7 separate regions of the Mus musculus genome follow, and regions 1, 2, 3, 4, 6 and 7 are each linked to region 5. Evidence: chromatin contacts called from public Hi-C and promoter capture Hi-C data. All regions are on one chromosome and are shown on one strand. The core of a region is the stretch at or near the end of the contact, and the rest is flanking DNA. Distances in the headings are between cores, read along the strand shown. Region 1 holds the start of Zfp791 (zinc finger protein 791). Region 2 holds the start of Wdr83 (WD repeat domain containing 83). Region 3 holds the start of Prdx2 (peroxiredoxin 2). Region 4 holds the start of Gadd45gip1 (growth arrest and DNA-damage-inducible, gamma interacting protein 1). Region 5 holds the start of Lonp2 (lon peptidase 2, peroxisomal). Region 6 holds the start of Tent4b (terminal nucleotidyltransferase 4B). Region 7 holds the start of Fbxw9 (F-box and WD-40 domain protein 9).

Region 1 (2,700 bases), core at 77-2,576, 1.5 Mb after region 5:
AGGTGTGAGAGAGGTTTCAGCTGAGATTTCAGCTGAGGATGAAAATCAGCTGGGTGCTTTCTCTGCCTCCCTGAGCCAGCAGGCTTTCATCCAGGCATCTGGCTTCTGTGTCTTCATTGGTAAAATCAAACAATTGAGATTTTGTTAAAAACAACAAATATCTGTAATTACAATACTAGGGAGCCTGAGGCAGAAGGGTCCTGGGTTCTAGGGTAGCCTGAGCTACAGTACCAGCCCTTGTTACATAGCAGAGAAACAGAGAAAGAAAGCTACACTCATTCTGAGGTTGTCCAATTCAAATGTCAGACCAGAGTAGGGGGGTTCCTTTTTAAAACCTGGATCTGTGAAGATGGGGAAACTATGAAGCAAATCCTGACCATATGTACCAGGGAGACTTTTTTGTTTGTTTGTGGGGATGGATGGTTTCACAATGGTTAAGCACTGAACTATACCCTCAAGTTCACTTTATTTTTATACAGGGTCTCATGCAGCCCAGGCTGGCCTTGAACAAATTACAGATGCCTGAATTCCTGATCATGCTTCAGCTCCCAATCTCTGGGATTGCAAAGTGCATTGCCGTTCCCGGCTGCAGGGTTCCTTTAAAAGAGTGTCGGGCTGGAGAGATGGTTCAGTGGTTAAGAGCACCAACTGCTCTTCCAAAGGTCCTGAGTTCAAATCCCAGCAACCACATGGTGGCTCACAACCACCGGTAATGAGATCTGACGCCCTCTTCTGAAGTGTCTGAAGATAGCTACAGTGTACTTACACATAATAAATAAATAAATAAATAAATAAATAAATAAATAAATAAATAAATAAATAAATAAATAAATCTTTAAAAAAAAAAAAGTGTCTGCAGGCCAAGCAGTGGCAATGGCCTTTAATCCTGCACTCAGGAGGCACGGGCAGACAGATAAATTTCTGTTAGAGTCTAGCCTGGTCTACAGAGCGAGTTTCAGGACAGTCAGGGCTACGCAGAGAAACCCTGCCTTAAAAAACAAAGTGTCTATGGCAAACAACCATGATTTCAGGAATAGCCTCCATCCCTGGAAGGCTTTCTTCCTCTTGTAAACACTATAAACTACTCCGGATAACGCTAGATGTCGCACCATCTGGAAACCGAGAATATTTGCATTCCCTTATTCAGAAGCGGCTGCAGAAAGACGTCCGGGTCTCACCAGAACAACTTAAACGCAGAAGCCCCAGCTTAAGCCCTCGGCTACCTGGTCAATCAGGAAAGGTGACTCCCTTAAGGCGGGGAGTGGGCGTGGCCATGTTATGCACATGCGCGGGACATTGTATAAATCTGTTCAGACTAAGTGACAGACAAGTGTGATTTCCTTGAGACAAGGAGAAGCATTGATCGGTGAAGGCCTGCCATGGTGAGTGCGGCTGCCCCCCACCCACCCAAGGGGATAGGGGAGGGAAGGAGAAAGGGGGAGGGCTGTTGATTCTATCCGGCCGAGCAGTGGCCAGCCCCGCAGGAGCGCAGGAGCGGTGTTTCGGGCGCGGGACTCCCGAGTCCTGCAGGTCTGTGACCGGATTTGGGCACTGGAAGAGCTACGCTTGTGCGGCCAGGGCCTCCGCTCGCCCCAGGGTCACTGGTACCACTCGGTCTTATGAAGGTGTTGGACACAGCCACCGACTTGAGGCCTTGCCCTCTAGTCTAGTCTTTCTAGGGCTAGAAGTAAATCTCTAAATTTCCACAGCCTTCGCTAATTTCTAAACCTCAGCTTCTTCCCACTCCGGTTTAGAACAGAACTTAGTGATCTCTGAGTGGCCTAAGTGGTGCATTCACAAGCGCAGTGTTTAGATACTGTAACCCTCGTTGGGGCTGAAGAGATGGCTCAGCGGTTAAGAGTACTTGAGGCTCTCAAGGAAAGGGCTTCTGTTCCCAGCACCCATATGGTGGTTCGCAACCAACCTTAGCTCCAGATATAAGAGACTCTACACTTCTGACCACCTTGGGCACAAGGCACAGAGGTGGTACAAATACATATATGCAGCATTCATGCACCTGAAATAAAATAAGTCCAGAGAGAGAGAAAGAGAGAGAGAGAGAGAGAGAGAGAGAGAGAGAGAGAGAGAGAGAGAGCAAGCAAAACCCTGGCTCGCCAGGCCTATAATCCTGGCAGGAAGCCGAAGCAGAGAGATCACTTCAAGTTTGATTCTACCTTAGGCTACATAATAAATTCCAGGCCAATGTGAGACCCTGTCTCCAAGAAAGAAAGGCTAGAGAGATGGTTCAGTGGCTAGGCTGAGAGCACTCTGCCCTTACAGAAGTCTTGGGTTCAGTTCCAGTAGCTAACCAGTAACTCCAGAGTTCCAGGGGATATGATACCTCCTTCTGGCCTCTGATACCTTCTTCTTACCTGCAGGGGTGCGCTCTCTCTGGCGCTCTCTCTCTCTCTCTCTCTCTCTCTCTCTCTCTCTCTCTCTCTCTCTCTCTCTCTCTCTCTCTGTGTGTGTGTGTGTGTGTGTGTGTGTGTGTGTGTGTGTGTGTGTGTGTGTGTGTGTGTGAGTTTGTTTTTGTTTTTGTTTTTTTCTGAGACAGGGTTTCTGGCTGTCCTGGACTCTTAATAAACCAGGCTGCCAGGTTGACCCAGACTCACAGTTCCGCCTGCCCCTGCCTCCCTAGAGCTGGAATTAAAGGTGTGGGCTACCACACCTGGCTCACACAGCCTTACTACATAACCTTGG
Region 2 (2,700 bases), core at 76-2,575, 1.5 Mb after region 5:
AAGGCTAGGCCAGAGAGAAGGTGGGCCTGAGTCCAGGATCCAACCCTCCTAGGTGGCATCACCAGGGAGGCGTCATGGGCTGAGGATTCTGCAGATAGGACATCACCACGGCGGAGATAGAGAGCCTGAGATGGAAAAGAGCTGTCAGTGCTGGGGAGCACGCATGGGACCCCATCCCCTTATTCAGCATCCTCACATGAAGCTACTCATCATCTGCTTAGTGTCCTCCGAGCTCCGCGAGTTGGCAAAGCTGATAAAGGAGCAGTAGACAGCAACCCAAGCACACCACTTCAGCTGAAGAAAGGTGGGTGAGAAGACCGGGTCAGTGACAAGTATACCAAGGAGCTCCCACCACCAAGGTCCTCAGATATCAGGTTCTACCTGCAGCTCGGACCTTGTTCCCGGGGAAGCACCTCAACACCAACCCTCAGAGCCTACTCGAAGCAGCAGGCTTCTGATGCCAATGTGTGTCCTGCACCTCTCACCCTACCGCATCCTCTCAGACTGCTCTAACATTCCCACATGCTAAGGACCCTCCCGGCCTCTTTTCCACAAGTCGTCTGTAACTTGCCTAAGTTAGGCTCCACCCTCAGACCCCGCTAGGCAGTGTACAAGTCAAGTGCAAGCCCAACTTCCCCTACGTTTGGGGCGTCACCCTAGCTCCACCCCTAGCTGACCTCACCCCCTTCCCCACCTCTAGCACAGCCAGAGGACCCGCCTCTTTCTGAACCCACCCCAGACCTCAGTTTCAGGCGGACCAACAGACACTCAGGGAGGTTCATCCCCACCCACCTTAAGCATGAGGCCACACATGCTGAAGATCATGCCAAGAAGATTCATGTAGTCCGGAGTCGGGTCGTCTAAAGCCGGGTTGCACTCACTCGGGGGAGGCTTATACCTGCGACATGTTCAAGGATCAGGAGCGATCAAGTCCCACCTGGGCCACCTTAGCCATGACCCACGGCCACAACCAAAGACGCCTTGCCATGACTTGCTGGACTGCTCACCTCAGCACTTTGTTGGGCCTTCGTGGGTCGGACATATTGTTAGTGGACATAGCAAACTGAAGACCACGCCGTCCTTCTTTCACAGCTAGAAGAGCAACTTCCGGGCGTGGGAATGAAGGATGGCTTTTAGAGTAACACCAGTAGCCAGCGCTTCTGTTCCCAATAGCAGTGAGAGGGACGACTCTCAGCCAGAAAAAGGAGAATGAGAAAAGGCCAAAACAGTTCCTGGAAAGTAGGAAGTCTAGGGAAAAAAAACTGAAAGGACTTTTCAGTATCCCCAAAACTGTCATTAACGCGCTGAAATTTTGCACGGAAGTGCAAAGCAGGAAATAAATCCTGGGGGACAATAATAATGTTACACTCGAGCAAGTCTCTTTGAAAGCTTGGGAGGACGGTGGTCTCAATACATCAGCAGTAAAGCAGGCAGCGGACTGATGCATTTAAAAGTATGGCTTTTCCCGAGCCAAAGCCGCGGGCACCGGAGCTGCCGCAGAAACGGATGAAGACGCTGGACTGCAGCCAGGGCGCGGTGCGAGCCGTGCGATTTAATGGTAAGCGCCTTCGCCTTCCTCCCGGGCGTCCCTCCACCCGAGACCGGCGGTCCCGTAACCCCTGCCCTTTGTTCCCCAGTGGACGGCAACTACTGCCTGACGTGCGGCAGCGATAAAACCCTAAAGCTGTGGAACCCGCTGCGTGGGACGCTGCTGCGGACCTACAGTGGCCACGGCTACGAAGTGCTAGATGCGGCTGGGTGAGCTCCGGGCTAGGCTGGAATAAGGAGCGCAGAGGCTAGCTAGGGTCGTGAGTGGATATTGACCTTCTTTTCCCTGTCCTCCAGCTCCTTTGATAACAGCCATCTCTGTTCTGGTGGCGGGGACAAGACGGTGGTGCTGTGGGATGTAGCAACTGGGCAGGTCGTGCGCAAATTTCGGGGCCACGCTGGAGTGAGTACAAGCGAGAAGACCCTCGTTAACGTGTGCATTGTGGAGATCCATATTAGCCCGTAGGTGGTACGAGGAAGATCCTTCCATCACAGTCTTCCCCCATTGTGCCCATCTAGTATACCGTGACAGCCACCAAGCACTGTCTTCCTTCCAGTTTCCCTAGAACCTTTCACCTTCCCTACCTATAACATGTGCCCTTGCTTTAACATGCACTGAGAGCCTTGCCTTAATCCCAATCCTCCAAAGCCTCACTCCTCTAAATTGGTAATTCCTGATTCTCAGAAGGTGAACACCGTTCAGTTTAATGAAGAGGCTACAGTCATCCTGTCTGGTGAGTCTAGGTCTGGACAGCTAGAAACTGCCCGCTGCCCAGAGACCCAAACCTGACCTCATCTTCACATTGACCTTACAGGTTCTATCGATTCCAGTGTCCGATGTTGGGATTGTCGTTCTCGGAAGCCTGAGCCGGTGCAAACACTAGATGAAGCTAGAGACGGCATATCCAGTGTAAAGGTGTCAGACCATGAGATCTTGGCAGGGTGAGTGAGTCCAGGGCCACACTCCTTGCCCTGGTGCCACTGGAGGTCATAGTGGCCATGGTTTGGTCTTTTGAGTCAGGGTCTTTTGTAATCCAAGGCGGTCTTTAATTCCTAATCCTCTTGCCTCTACCTCCCAAGTGCTGAGTATCAGAATGAGCCGTGAAGGGCATGGTGGCAGAGGCCTTGGATCTCCAAGTAGTCAGGGCTATG
Region 3 (2,700 bases), core at 49-2,548, 1.7 Mb after region 5:
GTGTGCGCGCACACAGGGGGATTCTTCCCATCACCATCTAGCTCTGGTATGGAGCACAACCCATCATTATTGAGAATAGCAAAATACAGCAAGGCAGCCTGTCTCCAGAGAACTGAGACTCCTTTGGCAGGTACCTTCCAACAAGGTGCCAAATGCTAATTACTATCATCTTCGTGTGGGCTTGGGTGTCATTGTTTCCATTCTTTATAAGATGAAAAACGGGAAGACACAGTTTGTCCCTATAATTTGGGCGGTCCTTCATCCTCTCTGCACCTCCCACTTCACCACCTACCTCAAGACCCCTGCAACCCTCCTCCTGCAGCCCCTTACCACGCCAGGTGGGTGAACTGAGAGTCCACAGACACTCCCAGCACCTCGCAGCCTAGCTTTCGGAAGTCCTCAGCATGGTCGCTAAAAGCGATGATCTCCGTGGGGCAAACAAAAGTGAAGTCCAGTGGGTAGAAAAAGAGGACCACGTACTTCCCTAGGGAAGAGGAGAACGGAAGGGAAGTCAGTGCTAACTTCTTTCACATGTAGACCCTGACCCCACCTGCTCCCACTCCGCTCAGCCTCACCTCTGTAGTCCGAAAGCTTGATTTCCTTGAAGGCACCATCCACCACCGCTGTGGCCGTGAAGTCAGGAGCCGACTTTCCGATTTGCGCGTTGCCGGAGGCCATGACTGAAATCAGAGACCCACACAAGCTTGGTCTTTAGAGCCTTAGAAGATCCTTTGTCTTGCCTTTCCAAGGTCACTTTTGGTGCTAAGTCTAGATAGTAAAACCGAGAGAGGTGGAAGGAGCGCTCATATTCACCCTCCCAGTATAAAGTCTGCAAGGCCTCTGAATACCCGCCCCCCTAAACAGGGAACGAATGATGGGTCACCGCTGCTACCCAAATTATGGAGTCAGACCGAGTGCGGGTGGAGGGGGAAGTGAGCTCCTAGTTCCAGAATAGGACGGCTAAGCTAAGAGCGATGGACTGCCGAGCTCGGTGATCCAGCCTGCAAGCCAGGGCTCGGGCCTTGGTTTCCCGGGCAAGGACAAAGCGGCCACCATTGAACATGGAAAACAAAGACCTCCAAGCATAGAGGTCGTGATGAGGCCTGCACCACACTAGTGGGGCTCCTCCCATTCGTGTGCATTCTGGGTTTTCATACCTGCGTGAGCAAGAGCCGGACACACGGACGTCCAGACACGGGTAGAGACAGGAAAGAGATCTCAAAACCGAGAGAGCCCTAGGCCGGAGAACCTTTTATGCGTGGCCCAAACCACACCAGGCAGTGCGCGGGGAGGTGGGCGGGACAGCGCCGCGGTCGGATCCATTGCGGCTGCCGGGGGGGTGAGGGGAAGGCGCCGCGTGGCCCGGTCCACACGCTTTCACAAGGGTTGGGTGGGGTGTGCCCTTTCGGACGCCAAGATTGTCTGTGCTGTGGGCTCCTCGCGAGCCTCGGCCACGGGGCGCGTTGGGGTCGGTTGGAATCCGGGCATGGCCCGGAGCCACTTGGCTCCGTTGCTGACTCCCCTAGTGCTCCTAGGTCTGGTGTCCCCTACTCAGATCGACCCAGACTACCAATACTTTGGCCCGCACGGTGAAGGTGATACCTGGGAGCTGCTGACGCTGCAGCGACAAAAGGGTAAACTAGCAGGTGGACGGGAGTTACGCTATGAAAAGGTGTCCTCCCCACCCCAACCCCCGAAGGCCTCACTTGGCCAAGGCCCTACAAACAGACCCTCTCTGGCTGACTTCAGATCCCTGCCCAGCTCAGTGCAGGCTGGGTCTCAAGGAACTGGGCACTTTTTCTCTGAGTGTGATTTCTCGTCTGTGAGTTATTGTTTTGTTTTATTTTGTTCCGTTTCACTTTATTGAAAATTTACAGCCATGCCCCAACCGTACTACCTTTTGTTCTCAACTTCTTGCCCCGCAGCTTCCTTGGTCATCTGATAATTATATTAAACACTGCCTGTCTAATAAACAACCTATTAACATAGTGCTAGAAGGGTGGAGGCAGAGAAAGAAACTGGCCAGTCAGCTTGAGGTGGTAAGAACCAACACAGCTGGAATGACTAGCACAGTTAAAGTCACAGGGACTGTGAGACAGTGAAAAGGGAACAGCAAAAGGCCTAAGGGAAGAATAGGGAAAGGGGATGCCATTTGGCAAAGATCTGCTGAGGAAGGGTGTGGGGCACCAGCCTTTGTGAGTTCATCTACATGAGGAAGTATCAGTGAAGAATTCTGATGAAGGGTTGGGATTGCATTTGGTACTCAGTTGGTGGAGCACTGGCCCAGCATGTCCGAAGTTTTGATCCTTCCCCAGCGCTGCATAATCCACTGTACCCGTACACACCTACAATCCTAGCATTTGGGAGGAGTAGGGACCTGAAATTCAAAGACATCTTTGGCTACCCAAGGACTTGGAGGCCAGCTTGGGGTACATGAGGCTCTGTTGTTTTGTTTTGTTTTTAAGGAAGGAAGGAAAGAAAGGAAAGGAAAGGAAAGGAAAGGAAAGGAAAGGAAAGGAAAGGAAAGGAAAGGAAAGGGTCTTGTAAAACTGTAGGTCAGTGGCTCTTTAGCACTACCTTAAAAAATATATATATATCGCTTCTCCTGAGCATAAAAATTACTTTGTTGCTACAAGTTAGCTCAGCACCAGGGGGTTTAAGTGCATTTATTATGTCAATTATATCATTTAACTTAACATC
Region 4 (2,700 bases), core at 23-2,522, 1.8 Mb after region 5:
AGGGTCTCACTACATAGACTAGGCTGGCTGGCCTCAAAACTCGGTGATCTAACCTGCCTGTCTCCAGAAGGCTGGGATTAAAGGTGTGCTCCACCAAGACCAGATTATTTGTGATAAAAGGTTTCACCTGGGCTGTTCTCTAATTGAGAATCATCATTCCCACTTCTCAACCTCAGGGCCTTTGCAACAGTTGCTCCCTCTACTGGGAACTCATGCCTTGAGATTTTTCCAGTAACAGTATCTGGTTATATGGGGATTTGCTTAAACATCACAAGAGCTAGCATGCACTTTTAACTGTGTTTGTCTTCCTTGGGGGGGGGGGGTTCCTCAGTCATCATCCGAATCCTCTGTCTGCTTTGTTCCCTGGTGTGTGGGTCCTTATATCCTTGCAGAGTAACTAGGGAAGTATATAGAGTTGAGGCTGGGACTGGTACAGGCCTGTAATAGCAGATATTCAGAAGGTAAAGACAGATGGATCCTAGATTCGAGGCCAGCCTGGGCAATAAAATGAGTTCTGGTTAATTGAGTCCTTGCTATTTAGAATAAAAGGGCAGGCTACTGATAAAGGAAGAGGACAAGTAAAAACAAACATTAAAACTGCAGTTGAGGCCGGGGGTGGTGGTGCACGCCTTTAATCCCAGCACTTGGGAGGCAGAGGCAGGCGGATTTCTGAGTTCGAGACCAGAGTGAGTTCCAGGATAGCCAGGGCTACACAGAAGAACCCTGTCTCGAAAAACCAAAAGAAAAAAAAAAAAACAAAAAACCAAAAACTGCAGTTGAATGACTACAAGGATGTCTGCTTTGCAGCAAAGTTAACATGTAATGTTTAAGCCCACGCCACAAGGGATCCGCGTGCCTACTACGGATGATTCCTGGTTTCGGGGCCCTGGGGTACGTGCCCCATCACACCCACCTGGCTTGGCGCCTTGCCTCCAAGGCCTGCTGCTGCAAGCGCAGCGACTCTTGCATGGTCGCTAAGCTCGGGTACCATTCTTGCTCCTCGGCCTCCAACTCGCGCAGCTGCTCTGGGGTGGGCCACAGGGAGGCCGGGGGCACCCCGGAGATGGCGCCATGTCGTCCGAACTGCTTGGCCACATAGCGGGGCGTTAGCTGCCATCGCGGGGTCAGCAGGTTCTCCGGGTCTGGCGAGTGGGGCCCGGGACGGCGGCGCGGGGGCGGGGGCGCACGGTAGCTGCGGGACCTGGGACCCAGAGCCACAGAGAGCCGCAGGAGATAGCCACTCCGCATTGCGAGCGCCGCCATCTTGGCTGTGGGTCCTCGCGGCAGCGGGGCTGGCTACGGCGCTGCCTGCGCGGCGGAAACACCGGGGGCCTCCGGCCGGGGAGCGGAGGAGCGCCGCGCTGCTTTAGTCCGTACGGCGCAGGTGAACGTTTAATGCGGGTGGGGCGGGGGGAGCAATTGTTTGTTAAGAGAATATTGTATGGCTGGTGGCTTACCTCTTTAATTCCAGCAATCAGGAGGCAGAGGCAGGAGGATCTCTATGAGTTCCAGGGCTGCCAAGACTACGTGTATCAAAAAAGAAAAAAAGAAAGGATTTCTGCAGTTTATTTATTGGGGGACGAAAGTGTTGAAGTGTTGGTGATTAAGTGGAGGTCAGAGGACAGCTTGGGGAAGTCGGTTTTCTCCTTCCACCAAGCAAGAGTTGTGGGAATAGAACTAAAATCATCTTGCCTGGTGGCAAATGCCTTTACCCTCCGAGCCTTCTTCCCGGCCATCATTTGGGATTTTGAAATAGGATATCATCCTGTAGCCAGGTCATCTTGGAACTTCTTGGCATAATTCAGGATGGCATCGATTTCTAAATCAGTCTCGCCTGTGCTAGGATGACCGGTAATGAGCCTGTTTAAAATAAGACTTAAAAGTGGCGTGCGTTGGCCGGGCGGTAGGGGCGCATGCCTTTAATTTCATAACTTGGAGGTAGAGACAGGCGGATCTTTGTGAGTTCAAGGTCAGCCTGGTGTACAGAGTGACTTCCAGAACAGCCAGGGCTGTTAAACAGAGAAACAACAACAACAAAAAGAAGAAAAGAAAAAAACTGGTGTGCCAGTATTATTTAAATTACTGTATTTGACATTTTGATTTTTAATTTTGAAATATTAATGCTTTAAATATGTCTGCTTTATTGTATATTTTATTTCCCTTCACATCTGTGCTTTTAAATTTCTCTAATATATTAAATATTTCTACTTTAATATTTAGGCTTATGTTACCTTTTAAATCTTTAAAAAGATTTAGTGTGTGTGTGTGTGCGCCTCATGTGTGGGTGCCAGTGGAAGCCAATGGAACCCTCTCAGACTGGCCTTACAAGCAATTGTCAAGGGACTTGAATACAAGAAACCAAATTCTTCAAGTCTTCTGGAAGACAGGAAATATTTTAAACTTTTCAGCCATTTCTCCAGCTCCATGGATTCTAACTTGTTTGGTCGTGTGTGTTTGTGTGTGTGTGTTGGTGTTGTTTGGTTTTTTTGAGTCTTGTTATGTAGTGCCAGCTGGCTGGCCTGGAATTCACTGTGGAACTTACAGGGTTCTGCCTCTGCCTTCCCAGTGCTGAAATTAAAGATCTGAGACCATCATGTGCAGTTTACCTTTTTTTTTTTTTTTTTTTTTTTTTTTTTTTTTGGTTTTTCGAGACAGTGTTTTTCTGTGTAGCCCTGGCTGTCTTGGAACTCACTTTGTAGA
Region 5 (2,700 bases), core at 190-2,689:
CAGAGGCAGGCGGATTTCTGAGTTCAAGGCCAGCCTGGTCTACAGAGTGAGTTCCAGGACAGCCAGGGCCACACAGAGAAACCCTGTCTCGAAAAAGAAAAAGGAAATTCACGTTTTCTCAAACTATAGTGTGCACTGTACATTTATGACACATTTAGGGTGACCAACTGCCTTGAGCTGCCTAGAATTGACAGCCTTTCTGGGCACACATGCACTCTAGTGTTAAAACTCATATTAGAGCATGCACACTTCAAGTGCTCTATACGCACAATCACTGTGCAGTCCAGGGAAGCATGGGGCAAACCAGTCTGCACAGATGGACCTTCAAGACACACCTAAGAGACATGGGAAATCACAGGGGAAGAGTCAGACGCAGGTGAAATCTACCACCCAAGTCAACGAACCAGAGCCGGGACACAGGGCTATCCAGTGACATCCCCCGGGCCTAAGATAAAAATGCCAGGAAGGAGCAAAGGTGAGCCTAGAGGCTGGGAAGACTGTAGTGGGAGACCCCAAGGAAAATGCTAACAGGAATGGCCCTTCATGAAGGGGAGGCCGTCGGGGAATAGAGAAAATAGGTAACAACATGTAAAACAAAGCACCCAAAAGTTAACTGCGTAGTTTAGGCATGAGCAGGAAAAAGAAAGAAAGAAAGAGAGAGAGAGAGAGAGAGAGAGAGAGAGAGAGAGAGAGAGATAGATAGATAGATAGATAGATCTAGATTTATAATGTTTCAGCTGGAGAACATGACCGGAGGTTGACTGAAAGAAAGGGGACAGGGTGAAAGGTGGTATGGGGGAGGGGCCCGGGCGCTGGGCGGTGAAGAAGGCTATGTAGGACACGAATTCACATCAGATAAGCACCAGCAACAGGCAGCAAATGAACTGCACAGAGTTTCCACCCGTGTCAGGCATTGCTCCGTGACTGATCCGGCTCACTAACGGTCACTGGCGAAAAGCGTCCCTCCCACTTTTCACGCTGGGGAGACTTGAGCCACAACTCCGCTCACAGGCCGCCGGGGCGCGAGTCCCGGAGGGCCTCCCTCCGAGTGCCCGGCGGGCCTACCTGTGCAATGGTGGCAGGTCCTGCGTGTCGCTGGCCGGGTCGGGTGTGTTGGGGATGACTCCTAGAATGGTGCTCTGCAACGACGTGCCCTTGAGCAAGCGGCTCCGCACCAGCTGCAAGTTGCGGGCCGTGTCCACACTTGTGCGCATAGTGGAGCCAGGCAGCAACACACTCTCGTGGGTCAACAGCAGCGGAAGGCGGCTGGGGATCTGGATGGGGCTCACGGAGGACATGGCCACTGGTCGTCAACACCAGAGGTGTCAGGAGGACTCCCAAGTACGAACTCTACACTTCCTTCGCCGAACGCACCGCAGCCGTCACTCGACGGCCCGCCCCCAGGCCTGAGTGCCGCCGCTTCCGGCACCGCCCCTTCCCCAGGCTCCGGTCCCCAGGCCTGCCGCCGCTTCCGGCCCCGCCCCTTCTCCAGGCTCCCAGACTTCTGCCCGGACGCTTCGGACTCGCCCCCGGGCCATGTGCTGCTGTTTCCGGGCCCGCCCACAACCCTTCCGGAGGCCGCAGCGGCTAAGCCTTCCGGTCTGTCACTCTCCCCCCCCCCCCCCCCCCAAAGCTAAAGCGTAGCGGCTTCTGGCTCCGCCCCTAGACCCAAACCCCTCAATTTCTGGCTGCATCCCCAGGCTGGTCCCTACATTAAACACCTCCGCTCCCCGCTAGCCCAGAGATACCCAATTTCTGTCGCTTCGCTCAGCCCTTCTCTCTGAACCAGTGATGCCAGACGACAAGCAAACCTGGTGCACAGACAGCATGAACAGTGCCTGCATTTAAATTCGGAAGGAATGTTGAGAAGGACGGTGTGCACTAGACATTTTTAAACCTTTTTATTGAATAGATTTTATATTTTAACAAGTATCCTATACCTCTCACTCGGTTTTCCCTATTATGTTGCATAACCATGGTTCACATAACCCAGGAAATTAGTATTACCATTACCTAATCCATAGACCTTCTCCCAAGCTGGTGGGTTTTACTATCGTCCTTAATTTTTCACTTTGTTTATCTCCTGGATCTCTTAAGTCTGTGATATTGCTTCCATCTTTGCTTTATTTTATTAGTATTTTAAACAGATACTTTTAAAAAAGGGGCATTCAATTATTTGTAGAAGGTCACAATTTGGATGATAGATTCTAGGTTGTGGTCTGAGTCACTGAGGTCTAGAGGGAGGGTGAACTGGTAGGTGATGATCTTGGTTGTGACACACTCATCAAGTATGCATTGTGTAGATATCTTGAGATAGACTTTGGGAGTAATATAAAGAAAAAATATATACAATAACTTACCTTTTTATTAAGAGTCTTATCTGGAGAGTAGAGGACTTATACTCTGAGATTCCTGGTGTCTTTTTAAAAATGGTACTTGGGATTGGACCAAGGGCTCTGAACATGGTAGGTATTTTATGAGGAAACTATGACCATCTTAAAAACCTTGGGGCATATTTTTTAAAAAAACTTTATTTATTTTTATCATGCATACATATCCTAAAAGCAACAAGTGTTTTGTGTGCATACTAATGTCTGGACTTATTTTTGTTTAATAAATTAATTTTTTGATTTTATTATTTTCTTGGTCTCCTAGGACAGGGTCTTAACTGAGTCACACATATGGCCAAAGAAAAAGAGT
Region 6 (2,804 bases), core at 299-2,798, 1.6 Mb before region 5:
GGCTCTTCCCAAAGGAAAAGCAGGCTGGAAACATTCCCAGCTTATGTACATAATTCACTAGGGCTCAGGTAAGATTCCATTTTGTAAGAGCTGAACTTTAAACACAAAGTCACCGGTGGTGCAACATTCACACACTAACACCAGCACCCCTAAATGAAAACCACTGCTACCTCTGCCACAGTGACAACCTCACAGTGAGAAGCTGCCGACCATGAACTCCTGCAAAGTTCTGTCAGGGCTCAGAAAAGCTCACCATCTATGACAACTTCAAGCTAGCTGTCACTCAGTGCTTTCTGCTCACGACAGACATGGCAAACACTGGCTTTTTTTTTTTTTTTCCTTAAGTAAATATAAAAGATGGGCCAAAGGATCAAGAGCAGGCAGTGTCTTTCAGGGCTGAGGAGATTTTCGTCGTGGACTGGGGGAGGGGAAGGAGCATTCTGGATGTTTCTATTCTTGGCAAGAAGAGCACCTCCTGGTCCTAACATCTAAAGACGCTAAGGCAGAAACGTTCTCAGGAAGTTAACTAGCCCGATGCTAAGGGGCTTCATCTTGGGGTGTGGTGGTGGGGAGCAAGGTGTGGAGGACAGAAAGGGATCAGAGGGCAGGCTGAATTCTAGAGCATAGAAAGATCCAGGAGAAGGACAAGCAAGAATGCATCGGGAAGGTGTGGACAGTTAGGAGAGGAGGAAGGTAGAGATGACTACGAAAAGGAGAGGATAGCTCCACTTTTTCCAAAGGAATTCCAAAGAAAGGTCCACCGAGACTGGTCAAGCTATGAAGGAATGAATGGCCACCGATGCTCTGGAGGCCCCACTGGGGCTCCCCATCCCCCACCCATCATCCCCCCCTCCCGCCTGTGGGCGTGTTCCCCGCTGTGCGGGTGTGCCGACCCTCCAAGACGCAGGCCACGACGCCAGCACTCACCCCACGACTCCCTGGTTGTAGTTCCGTCGCTTCCACGGGGTCCCGCTGTACACGCCCCCGCCGCCGTCCGCCCGTCCGCCTCCGGCCGCGCGCCCTCCGCTGGGCTGCAGCAGGCTGTAGTTGAGTCCGTAGGTGCTGGCCTTGTTGTCACGTTTCCTCTTGTTGCTGCTGCCCGAGGCCGGGTCGGTAGACTCGGAGGCGGGGAGTGCGGCCGCCGGTCGCGGGGACGAGGGAGCCGATGGGACCGGCGACGCCGAGGGGCCCGCCGATGCCCGCCGTGCCCAGGCCGCCGGCTGGTGGTGATTGTTGTTGTTGTTGGTCGTCTCCAGGGGCAGGAAGTCCCGCTGCTCCGCGGGCACGGCGAGGCCGCCCAGTGGGCGCTCCCCCGAGCGGAACATGCCGGCCGGGGCCGGGGCCGTGCCGCCGGGGCTGCCGGGGCCGCTGCCGCTCCCGCCGCTCGCGCTGCTCGCGCCGCTGCTGTGACAGTGGTGGTTGAAGTAGAGGTTCCTCAGCCCCTGGGTCGTCTCCCAGATCTGCATCCACAGACTATTGGACGGTCCGAGCTGCTCTGGCTGGAACCAGGCGATCCTCGGATCCATCAAACGGCGGCGGCCGCTGCCCCCGCCCCTCCCGGCCGCCCGCAGGGCCGCCGCCGCCGCCGCTGCCTCAGGCGCACGCCCGCCCTCGGCCGCCGCCGCCGCTGCCACCCGGGTTCCGCCACGGGCGGCGCGGTAGCGCAGGGAGCCTGGCCGGCGCCGGCGGCGTCGCTCCCGCCCTCGGGGCTCGCAGGCCCTCCCCCCTCCCTCCGCCCCTCCGCCGAGCCCCTGTCACCGGGGTTCCCGTGCAAATGGCGGCGGCGGATCCCGAGAAGGGCGAGCGGCGGCGGCGGTGGTGGCGGCGGCGGCAGCAGCAGCGGCGGCGGCGGCGGCAGCGGCGGCGGCAGCGGGACGCGCCTGCTCCGTAGCGTCCGTGCTGCTCGGCCCCGGGGCGGGGCCTCCGCCGGCTCCGCCCCTCGCTCCGCTCCGCCTGCCCCGCCGCCGCGCTCGCCCCGCCCCGTCCCTGCTGCCAGCCGTCCGCGGGTTCCCCGAGGCCGCACCGCGCGTCACAGAGGCCGCGGCAGGCTGCAGGCAGCGGGGCCGCAACCGCCTGGTCAACCGTCCCGCGCTAGCTTAGCTGGGGTCGCACGTACCTGGGCCTCCGGGCACCTCGGACGCGCGCGCCGCCGCAGGACTCTGTTGCCGCTCAAGCGCCGCCGAGGCACACGAGGCGGCTGCCGACTCCGCGGAAAGTGACTGGTTTGCGCCGCCCACCCCGCTCCGGACCGCCGGCTCCGCCCCTCGGTCCCGGCGCGGCCCCGGGGCTCCTGGCCGCGCGCCGCGCGAGCACGAGAAGGGCGGGCTTCCGCTCAAGGGCCGGGTTAGCACGCGGCTGCACGCGCATCTCGGTTCCGGAGCGGTCTCAGCGGCCTCTGGGTCGCGAGTGCTGGCACCGCTGCCCGGCTGGAGGGCCACACAGCGCGGCTGTTCCAAGGTGCACTTACGAGCTCAAAGCCCCTCAACTTTCATAACTAAGAATACTCGAAGCCTTTTAAACCTAAAATCACACTACCGTTGCGGTTAATGATCGTTTTTCATAGAATGCCCATTTGTGTAGCTTTCTTCTGGCGCGAAAAATAACCAAAAAGGGGGCAGGGGGTGGTTGTCAGTAATTAACATTATCCAGAAGACTAGAACACTTACTGTGCGCATGCTTCAAGCTCGCTGCAAATTCCAGAACCGAGTCCCTGACTGACACTTGAGTTTTGGCTCTGTGCCCAGTTCAATATCCTGGAAAGTTTGGGGTGGTGGTGATTGGTTTTGTTTATTTACTTATTTTGC
Region 7 (2,809 bases), core at 184-2,683, 1.6 Mb after region 5:
AGACAGGCGGAGTTCTGAGTTTGAGGCCAGCCTGGTCTACAGAGTGAGTTCCAGGACAGCCAGGGCTACACAGAGAAACCCTGTCTCAAAAAACAAAAAATTAAAAATTAAAAAAAAATCCTTCTAACTATAAACCAGGAAGCCACATCAAGACACAGAAGCCAAGGGGTGGGAAATATGGCTCGGCAGTAGAGAACTTACCTAAGTTATCCCTAGTCGCTCTTCCTGCCCCCTCCCAAGTCAGAATCTAAACCTCAGGTCAGCCATTCAATGGTCTGGAGGAGGTCCAAGCACCTGTTTTATCAAAGCTGTTTGTAAATCTGACTCGGGGTTGGAGGGCAACTCCCTAATGCAGAAGAATCAAACTCTTCCAGATTAGAGGAATCAAGAGCCTGAGAACCTAGCAATATCAGAACCAGGAACATGTCCGAGACATGCTGAGGATGGGACACGTCATAAAGCATTTACCTAGCATAGCCAAAGCCCTGAGTTCTGTCCTTAAAAGCAACAGCAAAAACTCAAAATCATCGATTTCAAGTTGTCTCTTCCTCCAGAAACCAATGACCTCAAGGGCAGAAGGAACAACACAGCTCTGCAAAGATGACAAGGCTAGCCCAAACACTTGTAAGGCTAAGGAGCTACATGAGAACCTGCCCCAAAATAATAAAATAAAATAGAAAAGGTGACAGGCTAGACCTAGAACTGAAAGATTACTGGTATTAATGATCCCAATCGGGAGTCTAGAAATTCAGAACCTCTTAACGAATCCTGGATCAACACTCCATGGGTCAAAGGCTTTGTTATGCTAGTTGCTGCTTGTGCCTCAAGTTGTTTCCAAAGCTTGGGAATTCTTGGGCTAGGGCCTTTGTGCTAACAAAGCGCAAACCCGGAAATCTTTGGATTTTAAGTTTAGAAATCCCAGGTCCAGAGCACTTCCTGAGGAAACCAAGTGGCCTTGTGGTCGACAAGGATTAGGCAGCACCCCAAAATTCCTGTCTCCCAAGGATGTGCATACCTTCCACCACTGGGTAGGGTGCGCGTACGCGGCGCTGAGCGCGTAGCCTCCAGGTGACACGATCACGCACGAGGTCGTGCAACGCTTGGCACACGCACGGCAGGACTTGAAGCACGACTCGCGCATCCAGGTAGGCACAGATCTCCAGCAGCAGCTCCGGGGGAAGGCTCAAGAGGCCCGGTAGGCGCACGGCCGGGACTTTGGAGGCGGCCTTTCGCTCCGGCACGCCTAGGGACGCGGAGAACATGGACTGCAGTGACGAGCGCCGCGGGGTCAGGCCAAGCTTGGGAGGGGTAAGCACACGGGCTACGTAGGCCTCAGCTTGAGTGTCAGGGTCGGGATCTGGCTCGGGGTCAGATTCCTCCTCACAAGAGCGAGGATCCCCACTCCGCCCTGAGGAAAGATCCATGGCGCCCGGGTGGGCGCGGCTGTACAGGTTTAGCCAGAGCCGCGTCTTGTTTCCTAGGCAGCGCGAGATCACTTCCGGCGCCCATTAGATGACGTCAGAGACTAACACCTGCCAGATATTGCTTGGAAATCAGACGTCTAGTCCTGTGCGGGTGTGAATGGTTTTTTTTTTTTTTTTTTTTTTTTGGTTTTTCGAGACAGGGTTTCTCTGTATAGCCCTGGCTGTCCTGGAATTCACTTTGTAGGCCAGGCTGGCCTCGAACTCAGAAATCCACCTGCCTCTGCCTCCCGAGTGCTGGGATTAAAGGCGTGCACCACCACGCCCGGCGTTTATCTTTTATTTCTACTCCTTTTTTTTTTTTTTTTTTAAGGCAGGGTTTCTCTGTATAGCCCTGGCTGTCTTGGAACTCACTTTGTAGACCAGGCTGGCCTCGAACTCAGAAATCCACCTGCCTCTGCCTCCCGAGTACTGGGATTAAAGGCATGTGCCACCACCACCCAGCTAAATAATTCTTAAAAAAAAAAAATGGTCACTGGGTCCTCAACCCGGGCAGTGGGCACGCCTTTAATCCGGCTTCTACTCTTATATTTGGAATCCCCTGAAGCTAGGTTTACAGGTCGGCAATCACCTCTTGTGGATGCTAGAAACCCAATTTTCATCTTCTCCAAGACCAACTGCTTTGTTTTAGACAAGTAATCCAGGATGGCCTCTAATTCGGTGGGTGACCTGCCTCTGCTCTCTCTGTTGAAATGAAAGGCACCTATCTCGCTCACTTAAAGTGCTCTTAAGCCATGGGCCATCGACCGTTTCAGCCCTGGAGTTTATGCTTTGTACGCATTTGGAGGCCTGAGGTTGAGATGGTTGGAGGCCTTCTTCAATCTCCATCTTAGTTTATTGTCCTAAATTTTGTGTGTGCTCCCGTGCACCACAGGTCACATGTATCAGAGCAACTCTGTGGAGTCACTTCTCCATCACCTTTACATAGGTTCTGGAATCAAATTAAGGTAAACAGGCAGCAAACATCTTTATGTGCTGAGCCAACTCTCACAGCAGGCATCTTATATCTTGAAACAGCTATTGACTAATGACTTTTAGCTAGACTGGCTGGCCAGCCAGTGAGCCTCAGGAAGCCTTCTGTCTCTGTTCACCAGGAGTTGCTCTCCTGTGCCCAACACTGATGTGGGCAATCCTAATTTAGGTCTTCAACTTTGCATGGCTTCAACAGTTAAGCTCCACGCCTAAGTTTATTTTGGGGTCAAATGACCATTGTCTAGGAACTCTGATTCAATTTCAAATAGGTCAGGCAAAACTGTGGGCAATAAATGGTTAAGGACTAAAGGTAGTAGGCCAGGATAATTTCACATAGACGAGTCACAGCTCCCCAC

The links. Promoter capture Hi-C pulls out the DNA fragments that hold promoters and counts their contacts. Hi-C and Micro-C count contacts between places; a contact is called where the count stands out from the background.
Region 1: a contact with region 5 is called in a promoter capture Hi-C map of embryonic stem cells, with 4 times the contacts expected there. The contact joins the promoter of Zfp791 here to the promoter of Lonp2 in region 5. A contact is called at or near these places in 1 of 39 promoter capture datasets (embryonic stem cells) and 1 of 115 datasets of contacts at active chromatin or transcription factors (astrocytes).
Region 2: a contact with region 5 is called in a promoter capture Hi-C map of pre-B cells, with 5 times the contacts expected there. The contact joins the promoter of Wdr83 here to the promoter of Lonp2 in region 5. A contact is called at or near these places in 7 of 39 promoter capture datasets (3T3-L1-derived adipocytes, embryonic stem cells, frontonasal cranial neural crest and 4 more), 3 of 115 datasets of contacts at active chromatin or transcription factors (astrocytes, hepatocytes and large pre-B cells) and 1 of 9 other capture datasets (liver).
Region 3: a promoter capture Hi-C map of pre-B cells shows a contact between it and region 5, with 4 times the contacts expected there. The contact joins the promoter of Prdx2 here to the promoter of Lonp2 in region 5. A contact is called at or near these places in 2 of 39 promoter capture datasets (liver and pre-B cells) and 3 of 115 datasets of contacts at active chromatin or transcription factors (T-cell acute lymphoblastic leukemia, astrocytes and pro-B cells).
Region 4: a contact with region 5 is called in a promoter capture Hi-C map of pre-B cells, with 2.5 times the contacts expected there. The contact joins the promoter of Gadd45gip1 here to the promoter of Lonp2 in region 5. A contact is called at or near these places in 2 of 39 promoter capture datasets (liver and pre-B cells).
Region 6: a Hi-C map of B cells shows a contact between it and region 5, with 5 read pairs. The contact joins the promoter of Tent4b here to the promoter of Lonp2 in region 5. A contact is called at or near these places in 1 of 39 promoter capture datasets (hippocampal neurons) and 1 of 484 Hi-C or Micro-C datasets (B cells).
Region 7: a promoter capture Hi-C map of pre-B cells shows a contact between it and region 5, with 5 times the contacts expected there. The contact joins the promoter of Fbxw9 here to the promoter of Lonp2 in region 5. A contact is called at or near these places in 1 of 39 promoter capture datasets (pre-B cells) and 2 of 115 datasets of contacts at active chromatin or transcription factors (astrocytes and hepatocytes).

Annotation. Positions count from the first base shown.
Region 1 is chr8:85,118,317-85,121,016 of GRCm38.p6, reverse strand. Zfp791 (zinc finger protein 791) reads left to right here and starts at 1,326. Exons shown (of 4, transcript NM_001357366.1): 1 at 1,326-1,382. The coding sequence starts at 1,380.
Region 2 is chr8:85,079,371-85,082,070 of GRCm38.p6, reverse strand. It overlaps Wdr83 (WD repeat domain containing 83), which reads left to right and starts at 1,325. Exons shown (of 9, transcript NM_026399.2): 1 at 1,325-1,558; 2 at 1,638-1,758; 3 at 1,846-1,951; 4 at 2,234-2,282; 5 at 2,364-2,490. The coding sequence starts at 1,456. Wdr83os (WD repeat domain 83 opposite strand) reads right to left here and starts at 1,108. Exons shown (of 4, transcript NM_001001493.2): 1 at 1,008-1,108; 2 at 793-898; 3 at 197-294; 4 at 1-125. The coding sequence starts at 1,057. The coding sequence ends at 59.
Region 3 is chr8:84,968,220-84,970,919 of GRCm38.p6, reverse strand. It overlaps Prdx2 (peroxiredoxin 2), which reads right to left and starts at 1,298. Exons shown (of 6, transcript NM_011563.6): 1 at 1,158-1,298; 2 at 576-680; 3 at 331-484. The coding sequence starts at 678. It also overlaps a transcript of Rnaseh2a not described here.
Region 4 is chr8:84,830,854-84,833,553 of GRCm38.p6, reverse strand. Gadd45gip1 (growth arrest and DNA-damage-inducible, gamma interacting protein 1) reads right to left here and starts at 1,272. Exons shown (of 2, transcript NM_183358.4): 1 at 914-1,272. The coding sequence starts at 1,263. It also overlaps a transcript of Dand5 not described here.
Region 5 is chr8:86,622,782-86,625,481 of GRCm38.p6, reverse strand. It overlaps Lonp2 (lon peptidase 2, peroxisomal), which reads right to left and starts at 1,439. Exons shown (of 15, transcript NM_025827.3): 1 at 1,066-1,439. The coding sequence starts at 1,298.
Region 6 is chr8:88,198,626-88,201,429 of GRCm38.p6, reverse strand. Tent4b (terminal nucleotidyltransferase 4B) reads right to left here and starts at 1,548. Exons shown (of 12, transcript NM_001372333.1): 1 at 928-1,548. The coding sequence starts at 1,526.
Region 7 is chr8:85,058,743-85,061,551 of GRCm38.p6, reverse strand. Fbxw9 (F-box and WD-40 domain protein 9) reads right to left here and starts at 1,433. Exons shown (of 10, transcript NM_026791.2): 1 at 1,016-1,433. The coding sequence starts at 1,424. It overlaps A230103J11Rik (RIKEN cDNA A230103J11 gene), which reads left to right and starts at 1,092. Exons shown (of 4, transcript NR_110582.1): 1 at 1,092-1,145.